Regions from separate parts of the Mus musculus genome. Here region 2 is linked to region 1. Evidence: chromatin contacts called from public Hi-C data. All regions are on one chromosome and are shown on one strand. The core of a region is the stretch at or near the end of the contact, and the rest is flanking DNA. Distances in the headings are between cores, read along the strand shown. Region 1 holds the start of Prdx6 (peroxiredoxin 6). Region 2 holds the start of F5 (coagulation factor V).

What was found. A called contact is a pair of places that touch in the nucleus more often than the background predicts.
Region 2: a Hi-C map of liver shows a contact between it and region 1, with 3 times the contacts expected there. The contact joins the promoter of F5 here to the promoter of Prdx6 in region 1. A contact is called at or near these places in 1 of 484 Hi-C or Micro-C datasets (liver) and 2 of 9 other capture datasets (liver and pancreatic islet).

The regions. Positions count from the first base shown.
Region 1 is chr1:161,249,952-161,254,039 of GRCm38.p6, forward strand. It overlaps Prdx6 (peroxiredoxin 6), which reads right to left and starts at 1,259. Exons shown (of 5, transcript NM_007453.4): 1 at 1,071-1,259. The coding sequence starts at 1,165.
Region 2 is chr1:164,150,435-164,154,456 of GRCm38.p6, forward strand. F5 (coagulation factor V) reads left to right here and starts at 1,401. Exons shown (of 25, transcript NM_007976.3): 1 at 1,401-1,686; 2 at 3,892-3,980. The coding sequence starts at 1,529. It overlaps Gm16548 (predicted gene 16548), which reads right to left and starts at 1,783. Exons shown (of 3, transcript NR_037987.1): 1 at 1,425-1,783.

The DNA of each region.
Region 1 (4,088 bases), core at 9-2,508:
ACATACATACATACATACATACTAGATACGAAAAGGACACAGACAGACCCAAGAGTTTGTTTATTCAGTGTCATTGGGCACTGAAACTCCAGAACCACAACATAGCCTGACGCGTATGCAAAAAGCGGACTGAAACTAAGCATCTTACAATGTGTGCATTCAGGAGCTGTAAAACTAAGACAAAATCGGTGCATACCTAGCCACTGTGGCCACCACTGTTGTTATCAGCAGCAAGGCCAGGCGCTGATGCAAAGCAGAGGGGGAGGGGACCACTGGGAAACAAAAGAGTCTCCAAGTGGGGAGGCACACGTGTCCTAGCCTTGGAATGGCCTAGAGTGGCAAAATGGTCGCAGCCTTTCCCTCAAAGCATTGCTTCTTCTAGAATCACGGTCACGCCTACAGAGTGTTTCTGGGTGCTCCCAAAGCTGTTACATATAATCTTATTTTTGACCTCTGAAGGAGGCTCTGGACAAAAAGTCTTTTGGCTACTTACTTGGCACCGTAGTTTTGTTTTGTTTTTTAATTCAGAAGTCCGCAAACACTCCCCGAAGTTAAGAGGAACCCAGATAACGTCGGGACAGCCCTTAATTTGTGGCTGTGTGCTCTAACTTTGACCTTAGGCACCCACCTTCCGCAAGGTACAACTTCTAGAGCGGCAGGAGGGCGGGCAGTGCGACCCTGGGCAAGCGTCCCGGGAAATGACCTCAAACACCGAGCAACCCTGCCCCACCTCCCCTGGGCTTTCAGATCGACCCCGACACAAACCCAACACTGTTTACAAAACCAGGTTAAACAGACAACAAACCGTCCTCGGCAAGGACCTCCTTTCCCATGCCAGGCCAGCCACGCTGGGTCAGGGAAGGATCCGCTGATCGGCGTAGGGCCGGGCAGAGGTCGCAGGTCCCCAGCAATGCCCGGTGATGCTCGGCAGGACCCCGGCGGCGGGCACGTGCGGGAACCGGTGAGGGGCTAAGCCAGAGACCCGCCGCGGCCGAGCGCAACCCGGAAAGAAGCGAGGCAGGTAGCTCTGGGGACCCGTCACCTGGCAGGGCAACGCGGTGGCCACTTACGAATCTCCCAGGAAATCGTGGAAGCGGATGCGGCCGATGGTGGTATTGGCCTCAAAGTTGGGGGCTTCGTCCCCGAGAAGCAACCCTCCGGGCATGGCGGCAGTGGTGACGCTGAGAACAAGGAGGCGCAGCCGCAGCAGTGAGCAGCGGGCGGGCTCCTGCGGAGACCTAGATCAGTGCTGGCCGAGTGGGCGGGGCTGGGGCGGGGCTGGGGCGGGGTGGGGCGACCGCGAGTCTGGCGGCTGCGGTTCTTCACGTGGAGCTTGCAGGCAAGGGAGATTCTGGAGCTAAAGAAGGCCACGTGCAATAGGAAGGAAGCGCAAGACCGAGAATTGCGGGGACTTGTAGATCTGGCGGCTCTGCAAAGATGCTCTAGGAGAAGGCGGAATTAGCGCAAATCCTCTGACATTCTCACCCCTGTTGGACTTACAATTTAGAGGTCTTGGGGTATAGCCCTCTTTTACTATGAGCATCTAGTAGTTGGCTGAATGACTGACTACTCAGCCAACCTGGGTTTCAGAAGTTTTTCAGGATGTGGCAAGAACCAGACTTGTGACGTGGGCTAAGTCAGAGGAAGTGGCTTTCTTATTGCAGCAAACATTCTGTACCAATGTCAATAAGAGGGCAATGGAAAGAACCGTTTTTTTTTTTTTTTAAATTTTGCCTCCCCATTCCTGGAGTTCCTTATAAAATGCTCAACACATTATTCCTAAAGTTTAAATATAGGTTTCACAACAGGCTTCTTGAGATCGAGTGTATGCAAGTGAATTCCCACCTGAAGAAATGGGACATTTTGATCCACTGACTTCCTATTTCCTAAGCACAAAGTGGAGAAAGATGCCTGCCCTTATTAGAGACAGATGGCAGACATTCTGCACAGAAACCAGAATCTGTTAGAAGCTCAGCCTGGTGATCGCAAACCAGAAACCCCAACTACTCTGGAGAAAGGAGAAGGACTGTAAATTCTGAGCTACAGAGGAAGTTCAAGGCCAACCTGGGGAACTTAGAGTCTGTCTCAAAATAAAGGGGAATGAGGAAGCAGGTGTGCGGCAGGATGCTTGACTGGAGTGTGGGAGGCCCTAGGTCCAATCGCCAGCGCTAAGGTGTGGTGGAGGACAATGTATTAGAAAGCCCCGAGTCCTAGCTGGAGAAACTAAAGCGAGTTTATGTAAGTTAAGTGAGGCTACCTGGAGGTCAGCTTCAGATTGTGTGGCCCAGCCTGGGGAAGCCTGCAGGACAGTAGACTACTTAGAACATGGCAGGTGCTCTCAGAGTGGTAGCTATTATTAGATGACACAATTCACGCAGTAACTCTCACTTTCCTTATTGCTAGCTAGACACCGTGCGAGGCCTGATGTGAGACATAGTCCCAGCTCTTACAGGAAAAGTGCAGTTATGATATCATGTAAGGTGATATGGACAGGGGAGCTGTGAGTGTTTGTTGTTCGGTGTGAGGAATCCTCTGGAACAGACTCAACGGATTTAAAGGAAAGCGTGTGGCGGTGCTGAGTGCAGCGACCCACTGTACCCTGCGTTTTCATCATGGTGATAAGCCCTGTCTTTGTGTCTGCATGCATACTGGTCTTGCCTGCTTCACAGAGATTACTGCCATGCGTTTTAAAGTTAAGGTAACTTAATCTCTAGCTTGACTCCACCCTTCTGTTTTGAAAGCACGTATCTTCACTTTATTTATTATGTATTTTCACAGTAGGGAAGCAGGGTAGCTTGACCTTAAGGAACTATAAGCAGTGTTGCAAAGATGGGCTAAAAATCAGATACACCACAATAAAGAGACTGGATGCAGACTCAAAGTGGCTGATCTCTATCAAAGGCATAATTACATAGCCACCACTTTAAACTAAGCGAGTATAGTAAGATAAACACCTATTCCAATCTATAGTGCCAGAAGTAGCCTGCTGGTGGTGATTTAGTAACCGTGCTCTAGCCTTGGCAAAAGTTGGAATTCTTTAAAGGTAGAGATTAACATGTCTGTTTGCTTGATTGTTTTTCAAGACAGGATTTCTTTGTGTATCACTGGCTGTTCTGGAATATGATCTGTAAACCGGGCTGGTCTCCAGCTCACAGAGATCTGCCTCCCTGTGTGATCAAAGGTGTGCGCCACTGCCCAGTTGAGATTAACATTTTTGACAACACAGTTTATTTCACAAGACACTTAAATTTCTGTCTTCTGAGAAGTCCACAGATCTAGCATCAGAAGGCTATAGGCCCACTTGGAAACAGTGGTTACAAAATAGCCTTTTCTTTTCATGACTTTTTCTTTTCCTTTATTACTGTTTCTTCATTCTGTTCCTCATATTGTGAACATGAACAATGAAGACGATTTTATTCAAGGCAAAAGCCTGGTATAGTATATGTCCCTGTGAAAGCAAAGAACATTCTCATGTATTTAGTATGTGAATAAAGTTACAAGGCCACTGTGTTTGACCCTTGTAGGTAAGTGAGTTTGACCTTGCCTTATATGTAAGGAACCAGGACACTACAGGAGGACAGTGAAGACCATTTTCTCAAGGACCAGTGAGAAGCACAGTGGGAAAGGGAGGGGCTCGCTGTGGGATAGGCCAGAACATGGGAAGGAAACAGGCTAAGAGAACCCTTTGCTATGAAGGACTGAAGGCTCTGCCGTCAGGAGGAAGTGCTTTCAAACAACCTAATGGCTGGAGAGAACACCATGGTCCTTAGAATTATCTCCTGAGGGCTAACAAGGAAGTGCAGGAACTTCCAGTGGGATGGTGTCTGATTCACACAACAATTCTAACTGCTTCAAAATATCAAAATCTCTCTCTCTGTCTCTGTCTGTCTCTGTCTCTGTCTCTCTGTCTCTCTCTCTCTTAGTCTGTGGACTTTTAGGAAGAGGAAAGGAGGAAGGAAAAGAGGTATAGGGAGAAAAATCAACAAGAACAAAGTATATATTGAAACCCAGCACTTTGTGTGTTAATAAAAACATTAAAAAATGTTGGTTTAAACTGTATGTACATTTACCAAAAAGATTATACTAGA
Region 2 (4,022 bases), core at 151-2,650, 2.9 Mb after region 1:
TTTTGGAAACTCCTGGAACTGTGGATCAGGAGTATAAGACATCATCCCTGCTCTTGAATAGATCATAATCTAGCCACAGATACAAGGGCATCTTGAAAACCTAATGAAAGGTTAGCAAAAGGAGTATATAATCTGAGCAGATTAAGTTCATGAAACGGAAAAGTCAACTGGAACCCAGAATCAGAGACAATGGCAGAAATTCTGACTTTAAAGAGCAGGGAAGCAGAAAGGGAAGGAAATCCGTGTGAGCATTCTTCCTAGTGTAGTTATGTGTGCACACATCTGCTAATTAATTACTTTTCAGTACATGGTCTCACTGCGTAGCTTAGGCTGATCTCAGGCCTCAAACTCACATTCCCCTGCTTCTAGCCCTCGTGTGCTGGGATTACAGGCATGTGCCATCATGCCTGACTCAAGAAGGGGCATTATAAACTGACTGAAGAATATCAGTGATGTGATCAGCAAAGAAACAGAAGCAGGAGTTGGGGGGAGGGGAGAAGGAAGGGAAGGGGGAGGGGTGGGGCAGGGGGAGGGAGAGGGAGAGGCTGCTGCGGAACCTGGATGGTACCAGATCACAATTTACTGGATGTGCTGGAAGCAGAAAGTCTGAGCAGAGACAAAGTTCTGGAGAATTCAGGGCAGGCCATCCTGCTGATTCAGGCATAATTCTCAGCTTTGCCACCAACAGAAAAATAAAATCTAAAACACCATGCCAAGGATACAGGAGAACGAGCAAAGACAAGATCATAGACTGTAGCTACCTAGGCCCTGGGGACTGTCCAGTTTACAACAGTTTGTCCCCTCCCAATAATAAGATCAAGGAAAACTAGAATTGCCATTCTTATTTTACAGATGTCAAAAGTATTTCTAAAGACATAGTTGGCCCCAGACCACACAGCTACTGACTATCTCAAATGAGTTCTCTAAACCCTGGTCTCGGCTACACTTGAGCTGGTGACAAGCCCTTACCAAGCGGTCTGTCCTAAGAGATTCAGACTGCTAACCTGTTGGTGGACCTGTCCTGAGGCTGTTTTCTGGTTACTGTGCAGTGCCATTTTCCTGGGATCTGAGGATGGGTGTTGGGTCTTACTAAGGCTTGCAGAAATCAGCTGACAAGCCTAAACTTTGAACCCCTACCCCATCCCCCCACCTCCACCCGCGCAGGTTAAGTGGGATTGCTGCTCCCACCTACGTTGAAGTGGGGGAAATGCTGCTTTGTGATGGGGCGGAGACCCTTGGGCACTGCTCCAGAGCCATAACCTCCAGCAGGCTTGCCCTTCCTTTCCCTCTACATTCCTTGTCTGGCATTCTCTCTAGTAAATGCCTGTGGCCACAGGGGGGAGTGACCTCAACAAGCCCCTGCCTACACTAGGCATAGAGGGAGGTAGGGTTAGACAGCCACCACAGGGGACAGGGACACTCACTGTGCCCTGCAGCTTCTTAGTCCTCCAGGGAGACAGATCAGCGCGCAACAGGGACAGAGCACTGAGCACTGTCGGTGGTGGCAGCGCGCGGCAGGACAAGGGCCATGCTCCTAGTCTGCCCGTGCTTCTTCCTCCTGGTGGTTCTGGGAACCCGCTGGGCGGGCTGGGGCAGCCACCAGGCAGAGGCCGCGCAACTAAGGCAGTTCTATGTGGCAGCTCAGGGGATCCTCTGGAACTATCATCCTGAGCCCACAGATCCAAGGTAACTGGGGGTGAAATCCAGGTGGGCTTCTTCAAGGAAGAAAATCTATTATAGTTGCAAGGGGTGGGGGTGGGCTGGGAGGAGGAGGAAAAGGAAAAGGAAGAGGAGGAGGAGGAGAGAGAGAGAGAGAGAGAGAGAGAGAGAGAGAGAGAGAGACTAATGTTGTGTGGGTGTAATTTTGTCTCTATGGACATAATTTATCATTTTGAGGATGTGGAAATTTCAATGTGAATGGTTAGCTGTGGCTTTCTTTCCAGGTGCAATCCCTAATCTGTTTTCCCCCCACGTTTGTTAGTTTAGTGTATTGATGGGTTGAAAGGACACACCTCCACAGCCCTCTTAGCCCTTCCTGTGCATTCGGCTTAAGCCTTTTGACAGTCTGCTTAAAAAAAAGAAAAAGGACCTTCTAGTTATATAATATTTATTCCTGTTAAACACAAGTTCATCTTCTAAAGAAAAAGATGTCAAAGCTGTCACCATGTACTTCATTATAAGGAGATTTTGTTGCCTTCCTATAAACGATTTTCACTGTGGGTTCAGAGGGAAGGGAAGGCACACTTGTATTTTCACTTTTCCTAGACTTACCCCTGGCTACCTAATGTGGCTTCATTTTTTCCTCTCATTTTGAGTTACTTCCTGGAATATGACTTATCCTGGGTATTTTGGTCTGCCCTGATTATTACCCATGTTAGTGAGCACATAAGGTAGTCATTCAAAGGCATGTCTAACTAAGAGGAGGCTTAAATAATATCAAACCTAACTTTGAGTTGCAGAATATATTTTGCTAACCTGCCTGCAGTTACCCAAGTCATAGATTCTACGTAGCACTTGCGACCACGAGTGTTTTTATTTTAAATGCTAAGCCTCGCTTACTGGTTGACGCATTTTTTTCCCTTTTAGTTGACATCAAAGTTTAAGTGATTGTGAAAGATGTGTTCCTCTTTTACAATTGCAAAACCAAAGCAATCAGCCAAAGAAAATAATGTAATATCTTGAAAGCAATGTGTAATGTTTTAGTATAAATGAATAATCAGCCTTTGAGTTTGCTGTTGTTGGTTCTGGGTTGTTTGGGAAGGCATTGTATTCAGTCTTGGTATCATGCTAGTGAGAAATATCACATCTAAATGACTTAAAGATTGCATTTTCAGAGTAATAATCTAGACCACACCCATACTCTTAGGAAAGTACCACTAACTGAACACCTCCACCCCACCCCAATCCCAAAAGAAAATAACATTATTTCCAACATCAATTTTGCTGCTTAGGGGCAGAGAACACAGACTTGTGTTCAAGTGACTGCATTCAGCCTGGGGTAAGGCAAAGGTAGGTTTGAGTTAACACAAGGTTAGAGATGAACAAATTCCGATCAAATGCACAGCATGAGGACTCTAGCTAACAACATTGCACAGGTCTTCCCCTGGTAAGGAAAGAGAAGTGGGTAAGTTACCAGTAGGGAAAACTGCTAAAGGAAGTTTCCCAGGGTCTTCATCCCTCCTGTGAAAGATGTAGTTATCAAGACACCTGACCTTGTTGACTCTAGACATAGAGACTGGAGCGGACACCTACTGGGTCAGCTAAAGCTGAGGAAATGGTTTAACCCTCCAGGATCTTTATCAGGAGGGTGTTTATCCTCTGCATCTTCTAAGGAAGCGCCTTTATCTTCCCAATGCAGGATTTTTTCTAATACAAATCCTAGAGTTTTGCCCTACTGCTGTCTTTGCTTTCCCAACTAGAGGCAGGCTCCATCAGATGGACACCAATTCACCACACCTTCTAGTCATTCAAAACCACGGAATGAAAGTGGAAAACGTTTCTAAATGATGTCTGATTCATCGACTGAGAAATGGTTCACATACACTTCTCAGTGACTTATATTTTTAATTTAGACCTGAAGTTCGAGTTTGTGTGACGAGCTTACCATCCTTTATAGAAAAAACTTGACTCTGAAGAGCAGACTTAGAGAAGCACTGGGCTTGTGTTCATGGGAGCATGCACACTGAGGCAGAATGTCTTTGAAAAGACCAATGATTATCCCATTGACTTCACTTGTGATCCAAATTTATAAAACCCTGGGCTTTGGAAATACAATAAATTACTGTCACTTTGCTCTTCAACAAAAATAGTCACATAGACACCTTTCTTTCTGGAATAGAAATAGATAGATATTATATGACTTTCAAGTTCGTTTCTGTACTTTATTTCCAGTTTGAATTCTATACCTTCCTTCAAGAAAATTGTCTACAGAGAGTATGAACAGTATTTTAAGAAAGAAAAGCCACGATCTAGCAACTCAGGTAAGCCTACAAAATATATTTTTTAAATTACTATTATATTGG